Linked DNA regions of Mus musculus: region 2 is linked to region 1. The links are chromatin contacts, called in public Hi-C maps. All regions are on one chromosome and are shown on one strand. The core of a region is the stretch at or near the end of the contact, and the rest is flanking DNA. Distances in the headings are between cores, read along the strand shown. Region 1 holds the start of A930011G23Rik (RIKEN cDNA A930011G23 gene). Region 2 has its middle 19 kb from the start of Gm38413.

Region 1 (7,050 bases), core at 2,176-4,675:
AGCAGATTATTTATACTCTCTGAAGATCTCAATTTTCTCATCTGCAAACTATGATTGATTATATCTATGTCACAAGACTACAGCTGAGATCATGTAAACTGTGTCCTTAGAATAATGTGATGATAACGGAGAGCTACTATGCATTTTAAATAGCAGAAAAGCAAGCTGTACTGGCAATTAGCAATCCTGCTAGAGACAGAGATCAGAACATGGAGATGCTCTCTGATATGTGGCAATTCTAGAGACCACACCCATGAAGGAATTGACCATTCCTTTTTTCTAGAGCCAGATGCGTTCACCCAACATAGGTGACTCCTTAAAGATCCTCCATTGGGTCAGTCAAGGATGACAGGCACTAAGAATGCAGAGACCCTGTGTAGTGGGCAGAGAGCAACATAGAAGATGGAAGAGCAATGGCCTCTGAATGCATTCTTCTCTGCCAAGTCTTAGAACATGGGCTCCATTGCTAGTGGGTGAAATCACATAATGAGAGCAAGACTAGGCTACACATAGGGAGCATGTTCACAATGTGCCATAACTCAAAGGGAATAGAATACCAGGGACACACACATAGACCACACACACATACATACACAAACATACATACATACACATACATACATACACACACACATAAACCACATACATATACATACATATATACATACACACACATACATACAGACAAACACACACACACATATATAAACATACATACATACACACATACATACATACACAGATATCTAGGTCAGGAAACAGCTTCATGTATGCTTCTAGGCTACTTTTCTAGATAACAGTATACAGAAAAGGCTGTTTCTGTATGTCTGCCGAGTGTGCACTAACATTCCAAAACAGCCAGCCTGGTGCTCAGGTTACTGCGTGATCCTGACGTAAACTTAATGTCCTTCACTAGTTTTCCTAGATTTTTTTTTAATTGTCCTAAAGACTTAGGTTTGTTTGTTTGGTTTTTGGTTTTACAAATTTCTCAATTTTACCAGGACCACAAAAGGTACCAAAAATGGCCATTCATAATTTTCTAGAAATTAATATTCAGAGGGGGTTATTTCTCTTCCATATCTCTCTCCATCCCAGATGCAGTAAGCTGAGCCACTCCCTTCCATTTAGGAGCAATAGTAAATAGCTAAAAGGTATCCACTAAGTATATTTCTGCATCATTTCATCTCCTTGGGCACCTCTTCAGTGGTGCTGATGAAATGTAATGCCTGATACACATTTTAGGTTGAATCGGCCAACAACTATAACTCAACCATCTATAGAGAGACAGTGAGAGGAGATGCTAACCTTAGCTCTACCTCTAGATAGGTAGGAAGTAGCACATAGCAAGATATAAAGAGTTACCAAGGTCTAAGGGACTTCCCCTGGAATTTCTCAAAGCCAAGGGAACCACCCTTGTTTTAAAATAACAACCATCTAAATGTGTGTGACTAGTTGGTTTTTTTTTTGTTTTTTTTTTTTTGGGGGGGGGGGTCAGCTCCTCTCTAGAATAAGTGGGAAGCCATCGACCTGAAACATCAAAGCGGGGCACCTGTTGACCAGAGGACTTCATAGGCAGGAGGTGTACCCAAAGGGCAATGCATACACCAGCATCTCTTGATGGAGGCTTTGGGAATCTTATAACAAAATCCCCAGCCCCGAGGAAGAGGAAAAGTGAGCGAGCACAGTTGATAAGGGGCACCACTTGTCTCCAGCTCAGCCTCCTACCATGTGGCTGCCTAACGTGCCCTCTAAAAGACTGCGAGGGAGGGAGATGGCTAAGGCCGTGGCTGCAAACCTGGAAAACCTTGCCTGTCTGGGCTCTTCAGCCTTTAGGTCTCAGCTTTCACCAGAGCAGGCATTTCCATCTGTCTTTGCCCGCTCTACACTCCTATCCCCAAACTCCTGCTTACCACTCACCACTGGAATCTCCCTGCTTACAAATAAGTAAATACTTGCTGTCCCATAGCAGATTATGGCCTGGACCACTTGAGCTGTAAAATCACAGGAAATAGTTCCACGTGACTTCGGATAAAACAAAAACAAAAAAACAAAAACAAAAAAAAACCTAGGATAGCAATGGTGAAGGGCGTCCAAGAGGCAGCTGAGGAAGGCTCTAAGAGTTTAGGTCCTAAACAATTCCTTGCTGAAGGAACCCACTGCATGACTGAGAGAAGAAACCCATGTCTATATCTCTGCCAGCCTGGAAACTGCCGACTGAAGGCCAAGGCAGCTCAGGGAAACCTCAGACTGCCAGGATGGTTATGAGACAGTGGTGGTGGCAAGGCTAGTTGACATGGCCAGAGTCAGCCCTCTGGTCCTGACCTGCTTGTCAGGTAGTCTGTAGGAGAGGGCGGGGGATTGAGGGGGGCGAGGTAAGAGACAGTGGGTACTCTGTTCTGACTGTAGAGTGTGAAGGGTCATACAACCCAGAACTGTCCGTACTGAGTGGCCCATATGGGTCTCATATTAAACGCTGATGCTGCCATTTCCCCAGAGGATCAGCCAGCCAGTCAGCCAGCTGCTAGCAAAGCCGCTTGCAGCAGGGTCGCTGCTACCTCGGGGAGGTGTGAGCAATTAGGTGTGCCTGCCTTCAGAAGGCGCGATGTGGTTAGTCTCACCTCACACCCCTCCCCTTCCCCGGCGTACCTCCCACCAGAAGAAACGAGTTAACTTATACGGAGTTTATCGCCTCGCTGGAGGTTGGGGGAAGGGAGTGGTTAGAGCAAGCACGACAGTGGGAACCTTGTTGACTGACAGATTGTTTCTGCTAATCATTTAGGCTAGCCATGGTAGACAGCGGAAGGATGAGCAGGCAACAGCTCATCTTCAAATGTGCCTGGCTTGTTAGGCAAGGGATAACTCGCAAAACTCGCGATTCACAAACATGTTCACCTATCAACTAGGAAAGAGAAAAAAAAAAAACAAAACACGCAACGCGGTCTGGGGAGACCAGAATTCAAGCCCGGCGGCTTCCATCTCCCCTTCCCCGGCCCCGCCCCAGAAGTCCTCCAGGTGAGGCGCACTTGCCAAGTGGTGGGGACCCTAGGGGCGGGTCAGGACTGTTAGCTGTCGCCCACAGCCACCTCTGCAGGACACACCCTCTACCTACCTCCAGCACGGGAGAGGCGCCCTTGCTCGGCAGCGTGCAGCCCAGGAGCGCCGCGAGAAACTTTGCCATATACGAGCAGGGAGGCAGGGTCCCCCTCGCGCTCGCCGCCTCTGTCCTCGACCCGTGCCAGAGCTGGGGTGGGCAGGGCGGACCCAAGCTCGTGGACCCGGGTGGGGGCGGGGATCCGCCCGCCAAGGTCGTCCCGTCGGGGGTCTCTGGGCCTGCAGGGAGCTCGTCGCTGCCACTCGGGAGGTGCCCGGGTGAGAGGAGCAGACAGCCGCGGGCGCCCCTGCCTCCGCGCTGCGGGAGCCCGGGCTGCGTTAGCCTCACCAGCTGAATGTCACTAGCGCCGTAGTAAAGGGAAGGGCCCCGCCGAGGGGGTGTCGGGAGGGCCAACGGCGCACGACCTGCGGCGGCGCTGGGGCAAGGGCGGCGGGGAGCTCAGAGCAGCGACAGCCCAGCCCGCCCAAGGGTAGAGTGCAGGCGACGCCTCAAGTGAGAGCCTAAGCCGGCGACCGGGGGGGGGGGTGGGGGGGGGTGGGGGGGAGGCGGGGGGGGCACGCTGAGAGCTAGCGGCCAAGGCGGGAGGGGCTGTTCACCCAGGTGACCCACTTCCCTAGTTTCTGCCCGATTTGCGACAATGCAGGTGGGAGAGGAGGGAGCCCAGGTCCACAGACATTTGGCGAGTTACCACGACAGAACTCGAGCTACCCGCAAGGGCTCCCCAATGGCACGTGCCAGCCCCACCCTTCCAGTAGGAAAGGAGGTGGTTCCAAACCCAGGATTAAGAACCCTGCTCCTGCCACACGTGAGCCCCTGACACTGGGTGGGATCTGCACCAGTAAACACTAAAGAGGAGGAGAGGGCGATCGCTCTCTCCTTGGCCTGCCTCCCAGCCAGGACGGCCCAGGATGGGCAAGGCTGGAACCTGAACACTGCGACACACACGCAGATGCGGCCTGTTGTGCGGTCCAAGAACTGGACCTGGCAGAATTCTCTTTGACTCAAGACACGGGGCCAGCATTGCACTCGGTCTAGTTTTACTGCTCACAGCTGTGGCTCTCACTTAGTGTACTATGGGTGGTCTCTGAAGCTTGTTTAAAATGAGAAGTCCTGAGCTGCAATAAGTGCGGGGATACTTCAGCATCTGCTCCATCATTAGTTACTCCCAGACTCCTCTGCACGTGGTGTCAGGCTGTGGTTTGGAAAAGAAAAAAAAAAAAAAAAAAAAAAAAAAAAAAAAAAAAACACTGCCCAACTGTGCCAATGTCAGAGGTTCAGAAAGGACAACAGGGGCCCTTGAGTAAAAAAGTTAAGTCCCCTGATTTTATATAAAAGTACTAGACCAGGAAAGTCTTTGGTTCTCAAGCTCTTTTCGGGACCCTGGGGCAACAGTGACCAGACTGTAGATGCTTACTGGCTGGGGTGACTAGAAAATGGACATTTGGGTGCAAAGTGGTGAATATGTGAGGCTAGACTTTTCTGTCAATCCACAACTCTCACTGGCATAACAGAAGTACAAGGATGAATCTTTTAAAATACTGGAATTGGCTTGTTGATCCACCAGCACTTTCAACTATTGAAACCTCTCCAGATTCTCTCCCTCCTGGGAGCTCAGAGAATTTTGAAGACCCATGGTTGAAACTATATTCCGAACTTAAAGAAGCTAATGCCCTTGATTTTCTTAATGAATTAGGTGATTCAGTGCACAAAGCTTTCTACAAGATGGGGAAAAATCGGAAAATGATTTTACTGGCTGGCTGCTCTTAGTATCTGTGGAAAAAATGATGAATGAAAGGAAGGAGTTGTGTGATAAAATCGAAAGTCTCCAGACACAAGCAAACGATCTAAAAGTTGCTAAGTGTGTCCTTGAGGAGAATCTTCTCTCTTGTAGCAATAGAGCTCAAGTTGCAGAAAATCAAACAGAAACTCTCATTGTAAGGTTGGCTGAACTACAGCGAAAATTCAAGTCTCAGCCTCAGAGTGTGTCGACAGTTAAAGTAAGGGCTCTAATTGGCAAAGAATGGGATCCTACAACAGTCTCAGGGAGAAAGAGGAGAGAGATATTCTAACACACCCACCACGGTTGCTCAAACGTCTTAGTCCCAATGAAAAGCTGACCAAGAACAGAGTTTATTTAAACATGGGTTTATAGTTTTCCTATAAATAAATATTTTTAAAAGCCATGACATATTCCGGCTGCCTGTGCTTCTTCTTGTCACCTTCTCCATCTTCCAACAGCAATGGGGTTTCTGTCCTTCAAAGATTCAAAGCTCTCTGGCTTCTGGCTGCTTGGGCCAAGAGTCAGAGAAAAAACATTTGCATTGAAAGGGCTTGTACCTTAATCCTAATGCCTTTTTATCTTAAAGTTAACTGCTTAGACAAGTTCATAACAGTGAGTGCAATGTCAACCACAGAAGAAACACCAGCAGTGAAGATCCCAGGTGTGTAGACTGCTCTTACCACAGCCTATTTTGGCTACAATACAGGCATGTAGTTAACATTGCTTTACTTTGTCGTGCCTATGGAAAGAACTTAACAAAGGGTAGGTTTGGGGCTCTTTTTACCCTGCACATGGTCACTTCAACATGGCTAGACCCTATTTTAAAAGTGAGCACCAGAGATTGAAAAAGATGTCCAGACCATGTAGCAGGTTAGTGTCAAAGTCAGCAATGCATCTAGGACAGCTGGAATGATGGGACATTGAGCATTACTCCCTACTACACCGTTGGAAGGTGGGCACCAGGACAGGTGACAGATAGCAATCATTTGGGGGATGGAGACCAGGAGTGGTAACAAGAGGACAGACAGTATACCACAGTAGCTTGCCATACATTACTAGTTGATAGATGGGACAGGGTACTAAGTCCTAACTGAAATAAGAAACCAACCTTGGTGACTTCTCCTGAACAGGCATTTTCTTGTGATCTCACCTGTATGTTCCCTTGTGATCTAGACTCCATCCTCCCAGATCCTCTCCTTCCCAGATCCTCTCCTCTTCGATGTCTTGCATCAGGCAGAAGCAGGAAGAAATAATCACGTCTGAAAGGTGGCTGTGCACTAGCCCATCCTGGACAGCATGAACAACATGCAAGGCCAAGCCCTGGCTAGAATCACTGCCACAGCTGTTTCTTACTGTCACTAGTAACGCAAGGACAGAGACTCAGGACAAAAAAAAGGGGGGGGGGGGAGATGTAGGAAGGGAGAGGTAGAAGGGAGAGGTAGAGAAGGAAGGGGGGAAGGAAGAGATGGAGGGAGGGGAGAAGGGGAGGAAAGAAGGGAAAGAGGAAGAGATGGAGGAAGTGGAGAGGGGGAGTTAAGGAGGGAGGGAAGGAGGGAAAAGAGTAAGGAAAGGAAAGAAGAGAAAGATAGGGAGGAATGGAAAGGGGAGAGGGAAGAGGGAATGAGGGAGGGAAAGGGGGAAGGAAGGGGAGGGAAATAATACCACCTCTACCTCCTCTGCCTCCTCTCCTTTAAAGACTGCACGAGCATTTGATAGAGAGCAGATTCATATTTTAAGCCAGTGTTTCACTTGTTAGCATTGACCCTAAGGGAGTAATCAGAGAATTATTCTAAGACAGTGCATTTTAAATTGTTCCCCACATTTAGGGTCAAGCGAGACTTTTCTGCTACTCTAGTGAGCACCAGGGTAAGTGGGGGAGCCTAGAGTTGGGTATGAACGCTCATGTTAACAGTGGGGCTTCTCCAACAAGTAGCTACCAGTCTCCAAAGCCCCACTTCCTCACCTCAATGGAGAGGCTAGCAATACATACTGTGTAAGAATTCCATCAGTGAATGCTATAAAGTTACACTGATTTATTATAGTGATTATTGTATTCAGATGACTTTCATAGCTATATTCACCAAGAACATGGATTGAGTGATAGGAATACATGTTATCCACTGGAAGGATTATGATTAATCATATATGCTTACCTTCT
Region 2 (7,050 bases), core at 2,871-5,370, 44 kb after region 1:
TCCCACCTTTAGATGAAGAGCTACAGGCAATGGACAGCTGCAGAGACAGGAGTCAATTTTCTCCAAGGATGAGCTCCCTAGTAAGTTATCTTATCCAAGTAGTTAACCCTAAACACACAAACACATACAAGGAACATTATTTGGACTCATTAGTGTGTGTGTGTGTGTGTGTGTGTGTAACAATAATTATAGAAAAGGTCATGCATTTGAAAGGTAAATAGGGGAAACATGGAGGATTTGAAGGAAGAAGAAGAAAGAGTGTAAATGATGTAAATCTAGTATTTACATATGAAAGTCTCAAAAATAAACCTTCATGAGTTGAAGAAGTAAAATAAAAGTCATTTTTATTGAAAATATTCTTTTCTTATACAATATATCCTAATTATAGTTTTCCCTCCCTCTACTCCTCCCTGTTCTTAGCCACCTTCCCTCACCCTCCAGATCTCCTCCCTTTGTTAGAAAAGAATGGGCTTTTCTAGTGAAAACAGCCATTATTTATTAGGGCAAAACCAAACACTACTTTAAACTACCATTTAAATAACAGTGTTTTCTAGTAACAGCAGCCAAACATGGCAACATAAAGTACAATCAGACAGAACAAAGTCCTCACATGGAAGTTAGGCATAGCGAGCCAACAGAAGGAAAAGAGTCCCAAGAGCAGGCACAAGACTCAGGCCCACTCCTTCTCACAGTCAGGAGACCCACAACCATTCTAAGCTAAAAGCTTTAACATATACACAGAGAACCTGGCTGAGGGCAACACCCACACAACTCTTTGAACATGGAGAAATCCAGCTGGTGCCTATACAGAGCTTTCACCGCCATGTTCTCGTGTCTCTGGCGGGGGAAGGTACTTTGCAGCTACCAAAGAAGTATAAACACCAGCTCAGTCATACACCATCGTCCTACAACCCACCTTGCCTGAGAAGTAAGCTGAGGCAAGGAGGCACAGAGCTTGGGGGAGCAGTCAACCAACGTCTGGTTTGACTTGGGGCCCTCTCCGCAAGATGGAACCCAGGCCTGATACTGCTTGGGGAACCAAGAACCACACACAAGATAGTTCAGAAACCTAGGGTAAAACCCAACACTACTGGTCTTTAAAAATAATCAATAAAACGAGCCCTAATAGCATTCTGCTATACTCTAGATCAGTGCCTAATTCAGCCATCAACAGAGAACCTTCCTCAGGCAGCAGATGGCAACAGATGCAGAGACTCACAACACACATTATGCTGAGAGAGAAGGAGAGAGAGAGAGACTAAATGGAAGGTCTCCATCAAAGCCCTCCCCTCAGAGATCAAGGAACCTCGAGGAAGAGGAGGAAGAGTGTAAGAGCCAGAGGGGATGGGTGGAGGACACCAAGAGAACATGGCCCTCTGAATCACCATGAGCAAAGTTCATATGACCTCACAGATATTCAAGCAGCAAGCACAGGGCCTCTGAGGCTCTGCGTCAGGTCTTCTGCATACATAAAATAAGAGTGTTGCAGGGAGCACCCCAAAAACACATCAGTAGGCTCTTGCTGATGAAGAGTGTGCACCAGAGACCACACCTCAGTCAAAATGGTTCTTGCATCCCTTACATCCTTGTGAATGCAGTAGAACTTACAGAAGCCTATATGCTTTAAGGGAGAAAATGTGATACATTTACACAATGGAGTACTAGTCAGCTATTAAAAACAATGAATTTATGAAATTCCTAGGCAAATGGATGGATCTGGAGGGTATCTTCCAGAGTGAGGTAACCCAATCACAAAAGAACTCATATGATATGCACTCACTGATAAGTAGATATTAGCCCAGAAACTTAGAATACCCAAGATACAATTTGCAAAACACATAAAACTCAAGAAGAAGGAAGACCAAAGTGTGGATACTTCACCCCTTCTTAGAATTGGGAACAAAATACCCATAGAAGGAGTTACAGAGACAAAGTTTGGAGCTGAGACGAAAGGATGGACCATCTAGAGACTGCCCCACCTGGGGATCCATCCCATAATCAGCTACCAAATGCAGACACTATTGCATACGCCAGCTAGATTTTGCTGAAAGGACCCTGATATAGCTGTCTCTTGTGAGGCTATGCCAGTGCCTGGCAAATACAGAAGTGGATGCTCACAGTCACCTATTGGATGGAACACAGGACCCCCAATGGAGGAGCTAGGGAAAGTACCCAAGGAGCTGAAGGGGTCTGCAACCCTATAGGTGGAACAACAATATGAACTAACCAGTACCCCCCCCCCAGAGTTCATATCTCTAGCTGCATATGTAGCAGAAGATGGCCTAGCTGGCCATCATTGGGATGAGAGACCCCTTGGTATTGCAAACTTTATATGCCTCATTACAGGGGAATGCCAGGGCCAAGAAGCAGGAGTGGGTAGGTAGGGGAGCAGAGTTGGGGGAGGGTATAGGGGACTTTCGGGATAGCATTTGAAATGTAAATAAAGAAAATACCTAATAAAAAATTGGAAAAAGAAAAAAAAAAGAGTGAGGCTTCATATCAATATGCCCTTCCCCTCCATTAACAGAACCACGAGCAGAACAAGCTGGGACACAGAGAGGAGACAGGCAAACTCACAGCACAGCACAGAGGCCACACTCCCCTGCTGTCAGTAGTTCTTGTACATGTCACTGACATTTTTCCTAATTTATTTATTCACGTATGTATTTGACAATAAAAACTATGCATTTGTCATGTAAAACATGTGTGTGTGTGTGTGTGTGTGTGTGTGTGTGTGTGTGTGTGTGTATCCATTACAATATGTGTGAATCTAGAAAGTTGCCATATGTAATTATCATTTTTTTCAGGTCTTGGATATTATATAAAGTGGCCATCGGTGATCACAAAGCTTACACATTCTAGAAGCCAGCGCGTAAAGGGAGGCACAGGATTATCAGCCCCTTACTTCTACTCTCAGTCAGCGCAAGATGTCCCCTCTTGGTGTGTGCTATTCTGTTTTCTACTGAGAGGCCAGATCTTTTAAGTTCAGACTCCGTTTTAGAGAACCCGACCTAAGTTTAAACTCAGATAAACTAACAGGCTGGTACCTAGCATTAGTTTCCAACTTGCCCCTCCCCCCACCCCCACCCCCACCCCCACCTCCCACAAAAGCCAGCAAGACCAGCATTTCCAGGATACACTCTCAACAAAACCAGTCTCCAGGTTATTCCCCCCCAACAAATCTGCACCCCCCAGGTTACAAGCCCACCCCCTGCCTAATGACCACCAATGCAGAGAGGAGCAGAAGTTAAGTTTATGATATGACTCCCAACACCAGCCAATTATGTTAAAGGCCACAGGAGTTTTCCAATTAGATGCTTGCACACGTACTTCCTGCTTGCTGCTTACAATAAAACATTGCCCTGATAGACATTTGGGGCTACACACACACACACCCCAAAACCGTCCTGCATGATGGCAGTTTATTGGGGGGGGGGGTGCTAACTCGAATAGAATAAAGACCCTGCTGTGAGTTGCATCAAATGTGCTCCTATCTGGTTTTGGGGGACCACTAACATTTCCCTGGCACATTGTATTGCATGGTTTACCTCAAGTGGCCAAGTCTTCTGCATGGTAGTTTTCATGTGGTAGCTCGCTCGCCTGTGGTGATCTGACGATAAATACTTACCCTGGAGAGCTTTTCTATCTCATTTTCAAAAGGTATCTTCTGGGATTCTGAAAATTATTTCCACTTAAACCATTTTTAACTTTTATAAAACCACCATTTCAAGCAACAGAAGGGGTTCTGGCTGATGCTTTACCTCAAATACCTCCAAGAATTATTTTTAGCATAACATATTTACTATTCAGACAGTATGTCCATTTTCCAAGAGAGGATCCAGCTAATTGCATTTCTAAACTCTACGCTGAACAACGAGGAGAAAGACATTACAATTCGCCGGGCAATAACACTGACAACTGCTGGGGTCCCTACGATATTAATGCCGAAGATGAAGCAGCCAATCATACAGACCCAGCCGAGGACCGCTTTGCATAATGAAATGACATGGCTGCGTTAGAGAGAAATAAGCAACCCTGACCCAGATTTGTACAGTAGGGTAGCTGCCCTAGATGTCTGTCAAGATTGTGCATCAGAGTGTATTCTTCATCAGTGAGCAATCAAAACAAATATCTCACTTCGCTTCATAAAGCCATGCGGCGTGATTGCATCTGACACATCTAGGGGGAGAAAACCCCTTCCAGTTCACTTCTTCCTGTTTCTAAATGGGGGCTGGGTTGCCTGGAGCCAGACTCTCCACCCTGCCTGTCACATAGTAGACTGAGCATTTCAGAGGATCTCGTGAAGCCCTGATTTCTTACTAGGAGTAAGGATTACAGTAACAGTGGCCCTTTGCCTAAATCGGACTTTCAAAGTCACTGAGGATCTCCCGAATCAGACATGGTGGAAAATCAAGGTGAGATTCTTTTTGAAAGAAACAAAGGAATCGGTGCTGTTATTTCAACCATTCTGGCAGTGTCGGGGAAAACACTTCAGTTACCTCAGTTTGGAAATGGTTGACTAATCTTTCACCTATTGACTACTGCAGTAAGTAGGTTGGATGGTGTGAACCTGAGCAGGGGACTCTCACAGACTACAGACTTATCTGGGTCTCCATTTTCTCAAACACAAACAAACAAACAAAAATGCTGATAATACCCAAGATTACTTCACAGAGTTGATAAAGGGATTAACTACAAGCAAAGCTTTGTAGGAATGATTTGAACACGCTAACCATTCAACAAAGGGCACTATTAATAACTAAATAATCCAATTACGTCTGCTTAGGTCTAATAACCGACTAGATGCATATCCCTGACAAAGTCGTGTTCAGAGTAAGATGGTAAGTAAGCAAATTTTTACAACTAGTTTCTTAGGAGTGGGTTTGGTCGGGGAAAGAGAAGAGAAAATAAAAAGCTTTCTTTCTCTATTTTTGTGTTAAATGATTCGTTGTAATCAGCACAGATTCCTTATGTAATTTGATAAGTCCAGCAGATAAGAAAACGGTGCAGTGGGGTCTAAACCTGTGGCTGCCGAAAGCCGCAGCTACCTAGCTTTGGACCTGGCTATAGAAACCAGAACAGGAATTGGGAAGGAAAAAAGGCTCTTACCAGGCCAGGCCTGCCACGGAACCTCCTTCCTACCTGCTCTGTGCCTCAGGCCTGCCAGCTCCTAGAGAACACGGACTGTGTGACTAGCTGTGTGGCTAACTTCCACTGTGTTGGTGACCACAGACAATTCATTAGTGGTTGATTCTGTCGCCAAGGGCGTGTGATCCCGTACATCGGTGAGGATTCTGAGATTATATGGCAGAGGCTTAAGCGATGGAGGTGTCCTTCCCCCTGACCCCTTCAAGCTACATCTAGTACAGATCAGCACAGCTCCGTGGGACCTATGAAAGACCCAGGTGGAAGGGCCCCAGTCCCCATCTAGAATGGAGCTGAACTCATGGCAGAGAGAGAGTAGATGTGAGCAGAAGAGAGGAGCCCCATCCAGACAACCCTTTGAGTGTGAGCGTGTCCGAGCTCAGTGGTACTGTGCCGCCTTACAGCATGGGATGTTCCAGTGGAAGTGGAAAGCAAGCCAGGCAGCCATGCTGTGCTCCCCCGGCCCCCAGCACTCTTCACACAGCTTCTGCCTTTGCTTCTTCAGCGTTGGTCCATAACCCACGACTGACTCCCTTTGGCTAGATGCATTTCAGAATTCTTGTATCCAGACAGGAAAACCTAGATGTGGGAGCAAGGGAGCCACAAGCCTGTGGTTTGTTCATGGGGACCATGGGCAGCGCACCAGAGACGAAGACCTCTTAGAATGAATGGTGTTCGCGTATTCCCCCATTTCTAAGCAACGTGTAGATTTCTTGGGATGAATCCAATGTCTCTTTTCAATATGTCCTGTAAGTACATCACAGACAGTAAATCCTCTGTTAGAGTGGAGGATACACTTTCAGAGTAACTGCTTTATCAGCAGTTACTAGCTAAGGATGGGGGAGGGACAGTGGACATGCTGCTGCTCTCGTTTACAGAGAGAGGGACTGGATGAGAGCGTGGAAATGTACTTAGATAATTCTTAGAACGGCACCGTGTGGGTTGGAAATGCGTGAAGAGGGATCATGGGATGAATGTTCATTTGGTGCACTGAGGTTTGCGAGGTCAGCTGCGCATGCGTTTGGCACTGCCGTTTTCCTGCAGTCTTGCCTGCTCTGCTGCACTGGCAGACGGACTGGCTAGCTCAAAGCCAGGAGCCCTACAGAGCAGCAGCTGAGCCTGGCGGGAGCTCAGACATAGTCCACGGCCTTCAGAACAGCCAACTTCCCTGTGTAGTTTTGTTCAAGGTCAATATCACACTCTAAAAACCCTCCCATTTAAGAGTCAAGACGACAATTCCCTGTGACGAGACGCTCTGCCGCTTCAGTACTGCTTCATCTCCTTCCCAGGTAACGCGTTCCCATAGACCGAGGAGCCCTGACCCACCCAGCGTCAGCCTCCTTGACTCTCACCGTCTTTGTAACATGAACCGGACCAAGTTACCTATTTCTGATAGCAAACCACACCTTCCACTCATCGTCACATTTTGCCTTGAAGGATGCGTGTCCCTTCAGTCCACTCTGATACTAGCCAGTGCTCATAATGCCTGCTCAGAAGGATCGAGGTGAGCTGTATCTCAGAAAGTGTGCGCTGCTGGCTTTCAAACAATCTGCAGAGCCCAAGGGCCCGCTCTCTGGTATTCCCATCTTGGAGGCAAGATGTAGAGTACAGGAATCTGCAACAAAAAACACACCTAGGATTATTGCACCTTGGGTTCAAGCCCTACCATGAAAATTGGTGGTTAGTCTGGGGTGGCATCTGGTGTCTGACGTTTATCAAGCACAGAAAATGAAAAATCAACATAGGTTCAAAACCATGGAATTACCAATGAGAGCTTGTTCTAGCCCCCATTTGGACTGCCTATGTTGTAAATGCCCTTTATTTATATGTTATATATTATATACCATATGTTATGTACAACATATTATGAGTTCACTTTGAACGTCTCAGATCAGTCTCAAGAAG

Evidence for each region. A called contact is a pair of places that touch in the nucleus more often than the background predicts.
Region 2: a Hi-C map of rod photoreceptor shows a contact between it and region 1, with 2.4 times the contacts expected there. The contact joins the enhancer-like site here to the promoter of A930011G23Rik in region 1. A contact is called at or near these places in 2 of 484 Hi-C or Micro-C datasets (nephron progenitors and rod photoreceptor), 1 of 115 datasets of contacts at active chromatin or transcription factors (neural tube) and 2 of 9 other capture datasets (liver and pancreatic islet).

Annotation. Positions count from the first base shown.
Region 1 is chr5:99,725,635-99,732,684 of GRCm38.p6, forward strand. It overlaps A930011G23Rik (RIKEN cDNA A930011G23 gene), which reads right to left and starts at 3,426. Exons shown (of 4, transcript NR_030692.1): 1 at 3,110-3,426. Gm38413 (predicted gene, 38413) reads right to left here. Exons shown (of 12, transcript NR_131054.1): 10 at 6,564-6,656; 11 at 6,043-6,115; 12 at 5,220-5,397.
Region 2 is chr5:99,769,336-99,776,385 of GRCm38.p6, forward strand. No RefSeq gene overlaps it. Among named protein-coding and RNA genes, the nearest start is that of Gm38413, 19 kb to the left of the region's middle. Within about 2 kb of position 4,121, at least 7 of the 459 cell types and tissues checked have an H3K27ac peak or open chromatin away from gene starts, as enhancers often do. A contact at or near this core is called in rod photoreceptor, where this site is marked.